Regions from separate parts of the Mus musculus genome. Here region 1 is linked to region 2. The links are chromatin contacts, called in public promoter capture Hi-C maps. All regions are on one chromosome and are shown on one strand. The core of a region is the stretch at or near the end of the contact, and the rest is flanking DNA. Distances in the headings are between cores, read along the strand shown. Region 1 overlaps Trrap (transformation/transcription domain-associated protein). Region 2 holds the start of Pms2 (PMS1 homolog2, mismatch repair system component).

The links. Promoter capture Hi-C pulls out the DNA fragments that hold promoters and counts their contacts.
Region 1: a contact with region 2 is called in a promoter capture Hi-C map of hippocampal neurons, with 2.6 times the contacts expected there. The contact joins the enhancer-like site here to the promoter of Pms2 in region 2. A contact is called at or near these places in 6 of 39 promoter capture datasets (3T3-L1-derived adipocytes, the C10 cell line, cranial neural crest and 3 more) and 1 of 484 Hi-C or Micro-C datasets (cortical neurons).

The regions. Positions count from the first base shown.
Region 1 is chr5:144,841,975-144,847,874 of GRCm38.p6, forward strand. Trrap (transformation/transcription domain-associated protein) reads left to right here. Exons shown (of 71, transcript NM_001081362.2): 61 at 563-764; 62 at 1,230-1,394; 63 at 2,225-2,315; 64 at 3,441-3,640; 65 at 4,394-4,655. Among named protein-coding and RNA genes, the nearest start is that of Mir7039, 52 kb to the right of the region's middle. Within about 2 kb of position 3,622, at least 10 of the 459 cell types and tissues checked have an H3K27ac peak or open chromatin away from gene starts, as enhancers often do. A contact at or near this core is called in hippocampal neurons, where this site is marked.
Region 2 is chr5:143,906,909-143,912,655 of GRCm38.p6, forward strand. Pms2 (PMS1 homolog2, mismatch repair system component) reads left to right here and starts at 3,093. Exons shown (of 15, transcript NM_008886.2): 1 at 3,093-3,171; 2 at 5,013-5,152. The coding sequence starts at 3,149. Aimp2 (aminoacyl tRNA synthetase complex-interacting multifunctional protein 2) reads right to left here and starts at 2,931. Exons shown (of 4, transcript NM_001172146.1): 1 at 2,673-2,931. The coding sequence starts at 2,807.

The DNA.
Region 1 (5,900 bases), core at 2,372-4,871, 940 kb after region 2:
GTTGAGAAGCACTGGTCTGAAAAGACCGAAGCAAACAGGTACTGTTCCAGAGTGTGTGTAGCAGCACTAGGCAGAGTGTGGAAATGGCATCAGTGTTAAGTGAACAGCCCTCTGCACATACAGTGGAGCCATAGAGCTGCAGAATACATGCTGCAGTGTGGAGACCTCTGAAATGCTGTACTGGGTGCAGTCTGATGGACTGGGTGCAGTCTGATGGGGAAGATACATCAGTCCCCACAGATGGAAGGCAGATTGGTGGCCAGGGGCATGGCATTTCCAGGAATCAGAGTAACTGCATAGGAAAAGCCACACAGCAGTTCCATGAGTGTGTTAACTATGACTCAGATGTTCAGTTTGTTTGGTTGGCTGGTTATAAGTTTTGAAATAGGTCCTGACAATGTGGCTCAGGCTGACCTGTGGCTTGCTGTGTGTTCTAGGCTAGCTTTGACCTTGAAGTTTTCCGATCTGCCTCAGCCTCCCGAGTCCAAGTTTGTGCCACCAATAGTTAAATCCTCTGTGAGGCAGAGTGGTGGCATATGCTGTGTGTTTTGGTTCCACACAGATCTGAGGAGGCCAACAAAGCGTTCTCGGCTGCCGTGCAGATGCACGATGTGCTGGTGAAGGCCTGGGCCATGTGGGGGGACTACCTGGAGAGCATCTTCGTGAAGGAGCGGCAGCTGCACCTGGGCGTGTCTGCCATCACCTGCTACCTGCATGCCTGCCGGCATCAGAACGAGAGCAAGTCCAGGAAGTACTTGGCCAAGGTGAGCTGAGGAGACTCCGTCCTCTTTGTCACAGAGCAGCCTCTGACTGGGCTGAGCTCCAGCTCTGCTTGCTTGCCTTTGTTCACTTCCCATCCCTACAGAGGCCTGACCATCCTGGGGTCTCACACACCCTGGGGAAAGCCTTCTAGGCCAGAGGGAACTGAAATCCAACCTGCATCCATGCTCTCCGTGCAGAGGCGCAGCACAGCCGGAGTCAGTGTTTGCAGCAGACATGAATAAACTCTGCTTGTGGGGTCTTTCAAATCCCCATGAACTTGAGCTTGGGAGTGTACATCAGCATACATGGTCATTAAGCCAGTGCCAACCCTACCTTCGGTGGCACTTTAAGCTCTTTAAGCTTTGTTCTGATTCTCCCTCATGGTCGATAACACTATTTCATTTAAGGTTGGGACCTCCATTGAGGCTCTCAGATTTCATATAACTAAAACTTGTCCTCTGCTTTAGGTGCTGTGGCTTCTGAGTTTCGATGATGACAAAAACACGCTGGCGGATGCTGTAGACAAGTACTGCATCGGTGTACCTCCCATCCAGTGGCTGGCGTGGATCCCGCAGCTGCTCACCTGCCTGGTGGGCTCTGAGGGCAAGCTGCTGCTGAACCTCATCAGCCAGGTGGGGACAGTGTCAGGGATGCTGGCTCCTAAGGAGTGCTAGTGGTGTAAGTTAGACGGGGTTAGCGCCTCACAGCTCCTCCTGAGTGAGCAGGTGCCAGCTGTGCCCAGCACGCCAGGCAGCACCTCTCCAGTTGATTCTGTCCTCATGGGATTGTCTTGTGATTCCTGGAGAAGACTTGGTTTTTCTTGAGATCACATAAGCGATCCTCGAGACCCAAGTTTGACCTAGAGCTTAGCTGCCTGGTTACTGTCTCAATGTGTCCTCTATTGTCGCCCATGCAGTGGCTGCACACAGAAGCAGGTGTTCTGTGGCACGTCTGAAAGGTCTGAGTGATAGAGTGTCCTCTTGGTCACAAGCTAGTATGGTAGAGCTGGCACCTGCCACCTTGCCTCCGTGTTTGTTTGACTCCTGCAGTTGCATGAACCAGAGCGGCCTTTAGTGGGCTTGCCCTTTAGTTGGAGGCTTGTGCACAATCCCATGACTAATGGATACACAGGGAGTCTCACTGGTTAAGATCCGGAGCCAGTGTTTCCTGCTTTCCTCAGATTTGCTGAAGGAAATGAGTATGGTATCTGCCAGGAGTGGTCGGTTGCCAGGTAGAACTTATGAGATGCATGTGTGATCTGTTGGGGTTTTAAACAAGCTATTCCATCTGTTGGTCAGCAACTTTATATATTACATCAGTTGCTTGGTGTTGGCCTCTTTGACCCAAGTGCACAACAAAAACCCATTCACTGCTTGCATACAGTTACTCTCCCTACAAATTGTCCACTGCCCAGAACTCTCCCGTGGAACAGTGCAGTTGACTCCTTGCTGTCTCCCAGCAGGTTGGACGGGTATATCCCCAGGCTGTCTACTTTCCCATCCGGACTCTGTACCTGACCCTGAAGATTGAGCAGAGGGAGCGCTACAAGAGTGGTATGTTGTGGCTGGGGTGGCTGGCAGGGGGCTCCGAGGGCTCGTGGGGAGTACCCCAGATCATCACCATAACAGGTGGGCTACCCATCTCACCACTGTGATAGGCACACCCCTGCCCACAGCTCCCCTCCCACATGTAGTCAGGCTTCTTTTTGGTCAGGGCCAGAGGACCAAGCCTAATGGCTGAACAGTGTGTGGCAGGAGGGTAGGTGTTCATGGGATGACTTATTGGAGATAGAGTGAAGCTGGTGAGGTCCCCACTGTGGGAAAGCCTCAACAACCAAGATGTCAGTGTGTAAATGTGCTGTGGACCTGCTGAGGGCCTTGAGCTGTCAGCAGTCTGCTCTCTAGATGATCCTAAGAACCAAGAGCAGGACTTTGACTCTGCCCTGACCAGCCTTGATGAGCAAAGACCTGACTTTATGGTGTGGGTGCTTGGTAAGCACGGTGCCTCATAGCCAGTCAGCTTCCACACATGGCACCAGAGCCTCTGCCGGGGAGAAGGATCAAGTGTGTGTGTGTGGGGGGGCCGGGGGGAGCACAGTGACGTCAGCTCTTTGGCTTGGTCATCAGAAAATTAAGGTTAATTAAGTTCCTGGCTAAATATAGTGATCTTAAACCAGAAAGCTGGCCATGCAGTGTTCTGTTCTATAGTGTATTTCTCAGAGGTGACTATTTTTCAAAAATGTCATTTTGCAAGTGGGGGGTTGGCCTTCCTGGATGAAGTATTTAGATCAGTTTTTTAGATTCTTCGAACTTTTGTAGCAAGGAATATGTTGGGAGATGATTTTCCAAATATTTTATATCAGACAGCAGATGACACAGGGGCTCAGAGAGCCATGAGCCTTACCTGCTAGGACTCTCGGGTGGCAGGCAGTCTGTGGGCACACACGCTAGCTTTTCCCTGGGCCACCTGTATTCAGGGCAGAACTAATCTGCTCTCCACTCTTCGGTCAAGCGGGACAGTTGTTCTTAGAACCAGGCCATCTTCACCCTGTCCCTGGGAGGAAAGGTCTTGTCCCACCGTGGCAGGAACCGGCCTTCTGTGGCCAGTGGGTCCTGTATTGCGCTGAGGTGGCATCGTGGGTCTTGCGCTGACGTTGGCGTTGTGTGTGTTGCTCTCAGATTCTGGACAGCAGCAGCCCAGTTCAGCGGGTAACCAGTCCCATTCTGCGTCAGATCCAGGGCCCATCAGAGCGACAGCGCCCATGTGGCGCTGCAGCCGGATCATGCACATGCAGAGGGAGCTGCACCCCACCCTCCTGTCCTCCCTGGAAGGCATCGTCGACCAGATGGTCTGGTTCAGAGAGAACTGGCACGAAGAGGTAGGCGCCCTGGCTCTGCGGCCGCTGCCTCCTGTAGAGGGAGTGGATGGTACCAGCCGTGTCTGCAGACATGGCTGTGCTCAGACCGGGGTGTCTGATCAGCACAGCTCTTTACAGTTGATGTCACCGTGGATTAGGTAAATAGCTCTCCAGACAGCAGTGCAGCTTCAAGGCATTGAAATATGACGGCCGAGGGTGTTGTAGCTCAGTAGGTAGAGTGCTCGCCAGGAGTACACAGAGCCCTGGGTTTCATCCCAGCGCCTCATCAGCAAGCCATAGTGGTCCATTCCTGCAATCCTGGCACTCAGGAGTCCCAGGCCAGCCTGTGTCCCTGTGACAAGGAAATGGAGCTAATAAGGCTCCTTGCTACCGTGCGCACCTTCATGGCCTCAGTTCCTTTCTAACTGCTGCTGGTGGCTCCTGTGTGAGGGACAGGCTGTGGCTGTGGCTGTGGCTGTGGCAGTGGCAGTGGCAGTGGCAGTGGCAGTGGCAGTGTGTGGGTTTCAGCCTTGCTTCCACTCTGCTATCTCCCTAAGGGCAGTCACTTGAGCTGGGGACAGACTACCACTCACTTTCCTGCCCAGCAGTGTGTCCTGCCGGGCTCTGGCCAGTTCCATGTGGCCGTGAGAGTTTGTAGGTAATGTGGTGCCCACCGAGTGTCAGTAAAGGTGTGTATGGGCTTGACATGGCACGGGCCGCACCGGCTGCCTGCCACGCTGCCCTCTGACTCATGGTCTTTGTCTCTTCTGCTAGGTGCTCAGGCAGCTCCAGCAGGGCCTGGCAAAATGTTACTCTGTTGCCTTTGAAAAGAGCGGTGCAGTATCAGACGCCAAGATCACCCCTCACACTCTTAACTTTGTCAAGAAGCTGGTGAGCACTTTCGGGGTCGGCCTGGAGAATGTGTCCAACGTCTCAACCATGTTCTCTAGTGCGGCCTCCGAGTCCCTGGCCCGCCGCGCACAAGCCACCGCCCAGGACCCTGTCTTCCAGAAGCTGAAGGGCCAGTTCACCACAGGTAGGCTTGCCTGCGCACACGCTTGTTAGACTTTGTTTCTTTTCTTTTCTTTTTTTTTTTTGTGTGTTTTTGTTTTTGTTTTTGTTTTTTTCCGAGACAGGGTTTCTCTGTGTAGCCCTGACTGTCCTGGAACTCACTTTGTAGACCAGGCTGGCCTCGAACTCAGAAATCCGCCTGCCTCTGCCTCCCAAGTGCCGGGATCAAAGGCGTGCGCCACCATGCCCAGCTCTTTTTTCTGAGCCATCTCTCCAGCCCATAAATCATTTTTTTAAATATTTTTTTAAGATTTGTTTATGTATGTGAGTACATTGTCATTTTCTTCAGACACACCAGAAGAGGGCATTGGATCCCATTACAGATGTTTGTGAGCCACGATGTGGATGCTGGGAATTGAACTCAGGACCTCTAAAAGAACAGCCAGTACTCTTAACCGCTGAGCCATCTCTCCAGCTAGACTTTCTTAAAACATAACCTCAGGCCAGGTGTTGTGGTGTACATTTTGTTTAGATCCCAGCACTGAGGCAGAGGCAGGCAGATCTCTGTAAGCTCCAAGACAGCCTGGTCTACATATCAAGTTATAGTGAGAGCCTGTCTCAGTACTCAAACGTAAGGAGCCCATGACTGTCAACAGTCTGACTCCATATCTTATTTCTCACTGAAGGGCTAGAATTTGACCTTCAGAGAAAAGGGAAGGTTTTCAGCCCAAACCCTTGCCTTCCTGCGCTTGGTTTTGGGGGAAAGTTTTAAGTTGACGTGGAGAATTTTAAAGATTAAAGTGCAGGCCTCAAAGCAACAAGTGGGGTACAGACTTGCAGGAGGCAGGATGATGGGGGACCAGGTGAAGGCATTTTCTTTCCTAGAAGTCCCCTCCCCAGGCCTCTCTTGTCTCATCTGAGGGAACCTCCCCACTCCCTAAGTCAAGTGTGTGTTTGCGTGACACAGTGCCTTCTCCTATACACAACTTACCCCAGACAGATCTCTCTAACTCTCTGATTGGCCTGTAGGTATAGGAACACGATTTGCCTCGGTTTCTCAAAATCAAATGAAACATCTTGCTTGCGGTTTTTTTTTGGTAATTCTCTGAAGAAGTGCTTTATTTACGGATATACTGCAACCGTGGGGGCGTGGTGCAGCTCTCTTCTGTCTCTCTCAAGCTGGCTAAGTACTCAACCAGGGGGCCACACGCCCCAGACCCTAAAACTCTAGTCATTTTTAAAGCCTTACTATTTTTAAAGGATGCAATTA
Region 2 (5,747 bases), core at 1,843-4,342:
TGTCCTCTGGCCTCCACATGCATGCTATGGTAGGCGACCTCCTCCCCACCAAACAACCTCCTTGTTACGTGTTGTTCAGGATGACCTTGGGCTTCTGGGCTCATGTGATCTTCCTACGTAGGCCTCTCATTGTACCCAGAATCCTTTACTATCAGTAACAGGCTAGTTAAAAATACTTGGTTTAAGTCATGTATACTTATAATTCCAACATTTGGGAGGTTGTGGCAAGAGGATCAAGAGTTTACTGCCTCAGCTGTTGCATAGCAAGTTCCAGGCCAGCATGGGCTACATGAGACAGTCTCAACCACACACCTTCAAAGACTATGTCTGAATGAGCAGACAAAAGATGGGAGGAGGACAATAGAAAATAATTTGTTTAAGAAAGGGGAGAAAGGACCTCAAGGTTTTAAAAATTATTTTTATGTGTATAGGTGTTTTGCCTGCATGTCTGTCTGTGCGTGTGTGTACCACTGTGCCTGGAGGAGAGCAGAGAGCATAGGATATCCTGGTAGCAGGATTACAGTCAGTTGTAAGTCTCTCTATGGGTTCTGAAAACCAAATCCAGGCTCCCTGCAAGAGCAGAAAGGTGTTAAGCAGTGAGCCATGTCTTTCAGCCTGGAACTCAGGCTTTGAAGCACCCTCCAGTTTGGAAGCCTCTCCCTGGAGCAAGTGATCAAGTCTGAGCACTGCTTTAAGGCAGCACTGGCATTCTCCTATCTTGGTCATCTGGAGCAGTCACTACTGAGAGAGTAACTCCACAGAGAGCCAACAGCTCATCCTTTGTACCAACGCATCCTCTTTGCCAAGTACAGTCTGGCATGCATTAAGAAACCAATCACAGTTGCTATAGGCTTTATTTCGTTTTTCTACATTTATTATGTGTGCACATGTGACTGGAGGTCAGGGGACAGCACAGGGGCATTGAGTCTTTCCTTCCATGTAGATTCCAGGGGTCAAACTCAGATGCTCACTTATGGGGCCAAGACGGCGTCTAGCTGACGGACCACTGATCCATGTCTGCTCTTGTTTTCATAGTTCCGCAGCTGGACAACTGTTAATACCACCAGGTTCTGAATTAACCACTTCTCTCCCAGTGTAGGCAAAATCAGGGATGACAAGGATCAGGAGATGCCCACAGCGGCATCTCTTTACGTATTTATCCAAAATGCCCCATTTTCTATCTGCTGGAAATCTGGGCTGCGATAGATAATCAGTAGAAAACTGAAAGGGGTGGGGAAGAACGTAAAAGGAAGAGCGCGACAACTCCTAAGGTTGGAGGGTAAAGTTTATTGTAGATAAAAGGGAGAGCAGAGGCAGGGACAGCTGGAGAGTCCGGAGTGAACGTGGCCAGCCTGAGCTGGGACGTTGGCATAGCCAAACGGCTTAGTTATGTAGCAGCCAGAGGAGCTAGGGAGAGGGAAGCCCTGCTCAGTTCTGGGCTGGAGATTTCAGGGTAGGGGATGGGGTAAACCAACCAGGAGGCCCTGTCACTGGTAGAGACTGAGGGGTGCTGGGTGGACCTGAGGGCCAGTGTCTGCTTTGATATGTTAAAGGGCACCTCAGTTAGCCATTTGAGACCTAACAAATTTTAGTCTTTAGAAAACGAGATGGTGGGAGGCAGAGGCAGGTGAATTTCTGAGTTTGAGGCCAGCCTGGTCTACAGAGTGAGTTCCAGGACAGCCAGGGCTACACAGAGAAACCCTGTCTCGAAAAACCAAAATAAAAAAAAAAAAGAAAGAAAGAAAATGAGATCAAACAATAGTGATAAGCATGGTAAGATAATTGTTCTGAGTTAGGCAGGCACACACTTCTAACCCCAGCACTTGGAAGCTCTTTCTCCACTGGTGGAGAAAGGGCTCAAGATTATCTTTGGCTGTAAGAATCCCAGGACAGCCTGGGCTACAAAGGCACTGTTTCTGCCCCACACTCCCATGGCCAGGAAACACGAAAAAGGACCTCAACTTACTTAGAAACTGGAGACATCCAAATTAAAACTACATTAGGATGTCTCCATTATCCTGCTGGTAACAGCTTAAACCTGTATAACCGCTTTGAAAAAGAACTTAAAAAGTGGAAGGCAAACCTGCCCACTGGGCCAGGAATTCCATTCCTATACAGGCTATTTATGTTAGCTAGTCTATAAATTCCAGCGCCCATGAGTGAGGACCGGGCAGATAAATAAGCGGGGTGTGGCCAGGAACAAGATCACTCACTATCGTTATAACAAAATCTTGTACAGTATGCCAGACAACAGAACACATACTATGTTTCCAGACCATCAAGATTATATAGCTTAAAGATAGCCTCCACAACCTAACCGCGAAAAAAACAACACATAACTACAGTAAAAGTCGGGACCTCTTGTGGAAAAGTTAAACTGGGAAGGATGGGGCACTAAACCCGTCAACCTGGGTTATGGTAACCCTGGGATCGCTCTGAAAATTCCTCCGAATGAGCATTTTTCGTGTTGTTCACTTTTCTGTGCGCCTGGAGATCGTGACAGGAACCCACAGCAGCACTCATCTAGGAGGATTTTGTCGGACCCGGCCGCAGAAGGGACCGGGACCCTAGGCAGACACAGCGCCGGCGCGCTAGACTGGACGAGGGATAGGGCAGGGTGCGGCGCGGCACGAACGGCGCCTGCGCACCAGGCAGGGGCCGCACGCTCCTACCTGCACGTGGCCCGCGTCGGTGGCGGGGCTGGTGGTCTTGCTGTGCACGTTGGGGAGCCGGTACATGCAGGTTGGAAGCTCTACATGCAGAGGTGCGCTGCCTCCATGATAGGGCTTTACCTGGTACATCGGCATGGTGGGAACCCAAGGAAGGTAGCGGGCGAGGGACAGGAACGCTCAGAAGCCACCCAAGGCCACCTCAGACAGCAGCCGCCTTCTTTCTGACTCTGCTGCTGGCGTTCCGGAAAATGAAGTCCCCGAGCTTTCATTGGCCGGGCTGGTCTAACGTCACCAACTTGACCTTTGAGTTGGCCAATCACCGGTAAAGAGGTCTTGGCATGCCTTCGCTAGCCCGCCCGGAAGGGGCGGATCATATGTCAAAAGCAACCAATGGGTGTTCCAGGAGACGCGTCTTTTCCCGAGAGCGGCAGCGCCAACTCTCCCGCGGTGACTGTGACTGGAGGAGTCCTGCATCCATGGAGCAAACCGAAGGCGTGAGGTGAGCTGGACTTGTGGTCTCCGGGCGCATTCTATAGAGTTCCCGGTATCCCGGTCTCTTGAAAGGACCGGAAGTGGCTGAGGCGCGAGGCGGGCAAGCTCGCGGACTGGACCGGGTCCTCTGTGAGGAAGCTATTTCCTCGGCATCCTCCCGCCACAGGCCGTGCACTTGAAACCCAGCACGAAAATCAGTCGCCGTAGACAAAATTCGTTTCCGCTGTTTGTTTATTTATTGAGTCTTTATTCTTGAAGACTTGGGGAGGGAGGCTTAAAGGCTCACGCTGATCTTGCAGTCAATAGGGTTTTTAACTTTTATTATATTGAGGTGCTTCTGTGCGTTTGGTGTAGTGTTCACAGGCGGCATCATAGCAGTGAAGCACATCTTCGAAGGCCAGCACAGTTACATTCGGTGACAGATTTGTAAATGCAAATTTGCTGTCTGTATTTTAACCTTGTGATTTCCCCAGAGATCCTTTGCAGTTAGAACGAGTGCAAGTGTTTGTTTTGGTTTTTTGAGGTAGTGCTTTGAACTCGGGATCCTCCTACTTCAAACACCCGAGTGCTGTGATAACCAGCGAGGTTCTGTGCAAGGTAGATTGAAGAGAAAAGAGGTTGGTTGGTTTATTTCACCAGGGTTTTTGGAAGTCTACTATATGTCAGACCATATGGAAAATACCCTAAAATTGTTACTGCAAGGATGCACCTATGTTCTGTTATACTTTTATGGGGCATTTCATAGCCGGGAAACTATTTTTATGGTGACTAAACCGTAGGGGAATTAGTGATAGTAGATTGGGACCTTGTCGTTGCTAGACTTCAAACTTCATATGATAGGCAATGAGCACCACTAAAAATTTAAACCTAAAGATTTTTTTCGACTGGATTTGTAATTGTAAAAAGAAATTGGTGGGAATCAAGCCACACCTATAATCCGAGCAGGAACAGGCTCAGCAGGAGTTCATAGTTACCTTTAACGACATAGGGAGTTTGAGGGCGCTCTGGGCTACCTTGGAACCTGTGTCAGAGTGAACAAAACTGGTGGTAGCAATCAGGGTAAACTGGAGACAAAAAGGCGATTACCCTAGGCCAGCCAGGACAGAAAGAGACTTAACCCGTTCGCTGAGTGTGGTCGTGAGGTGGGACTATCATTTGGAGGCTGAGAATGAACTCTTGTCTCAAACATGAGCTCTGAGGACTTTCATCAGAGCAGTGTAGGCAGCATGGATTTGGGTACAGGTTTCAAAAGCAATTATGAGAATAGTTACATAGTTGGAAGATGATTTTTGTCAACCAGTATTTCCCACCAAACTTTGACTTTTTAAGAATTGTGAGCCAGGCGTGGTGGTACAAGCCTTTAATCCCAGCACTCGGTAGGCAGAGGCAGGCCGATTTCTGAGTTCGAGGCCAGCCTGGTCTACAGAGTGAGTCCAGGACAGCCAGGGCTATACAGAGAAACCCTGTCTCAAAAAACCAAAAAAAAAAAAAAGTGTAAAAAAAAAACCAAAAAAACTAATGTTGAAAAGTTATTCAACTTTTCAAGAATGAAGAACTCTGTGTTGTAAAAGAACTCTGTGTTATTGATCTGTCCCTTGAGGGTTACAACAGGTCTCCTCCATATAGATGCATGGATAATTAGATTTTTCAGTTTCAATTTTAAATACATATTAAACGAGTGTTAAAAGATTGGCGAGCATTCATATCTGCAAGTGAAATGAGTGTGTTCATATAATGAGTGGGTTAGGCTAACTAGTTACAGATCAGCCACTTACCAAGATTGAAGTATCTGCTCTGTCTAAGTATCGATTTTGTGTTTTGTGACTGGTTTGTTTCGTTTTGTTTTAGTACAGAATGTGCTAAGGCCATCAAGCCTATTGATGGGAAGTCAGTCCATCAAATTTGTTCTGGGCAGGTGGTACTCAGTTTAAGCACCGCTGTGAAGGAGTTGATAGAAAATAGTGTAGATGCTGGTGCTACTACTATTGGTAAGTTTGGGAAACTTCTTTTTTATAAAGATTAATTTATTCATTTTATATATGTGAGTACACTGTAGCTGTCTTCAGACACATCAGAAGAGGGAAGGCATCTGATCCCATTACAGACGGTTGTGAGCCACCATGTGGTTGCTGGGAATTGAACTCAGGACCTCTGGAAGAGTAGTCAGTGCTCTTAACCGCTGAGCCATGTCTCCAGCCCATGGTTTGGAAGAGTTTTAAGCAACAAGAAGTAATCATTTATGCTATTTATATCAGAAACGTTACTGGATTATTAGAAAACAAATACTGCTATACCTATTATTTTGATGTTAACAGTTGTGTGAAAGACTTTCCCAGGGGAAGCACAATACACACAACTCCCTACTGAGAGGGGGCTTCTTGACAGACCGAAAACGTAACGTACCACACTCTAATTTGGTGAATTAATGTGTTTGCATTGACAATGCTGACAGAAGTATGGATGAGGGATTATTTACGGGATCAATAGTAATTCAAAAGCAGCTGTATTACCAAACCGCCCACACCAGCTTGAGTGATGATCCCTGAGGCAGCTTTTAAGAAACTCAGCAGTTTAGTCTCATCT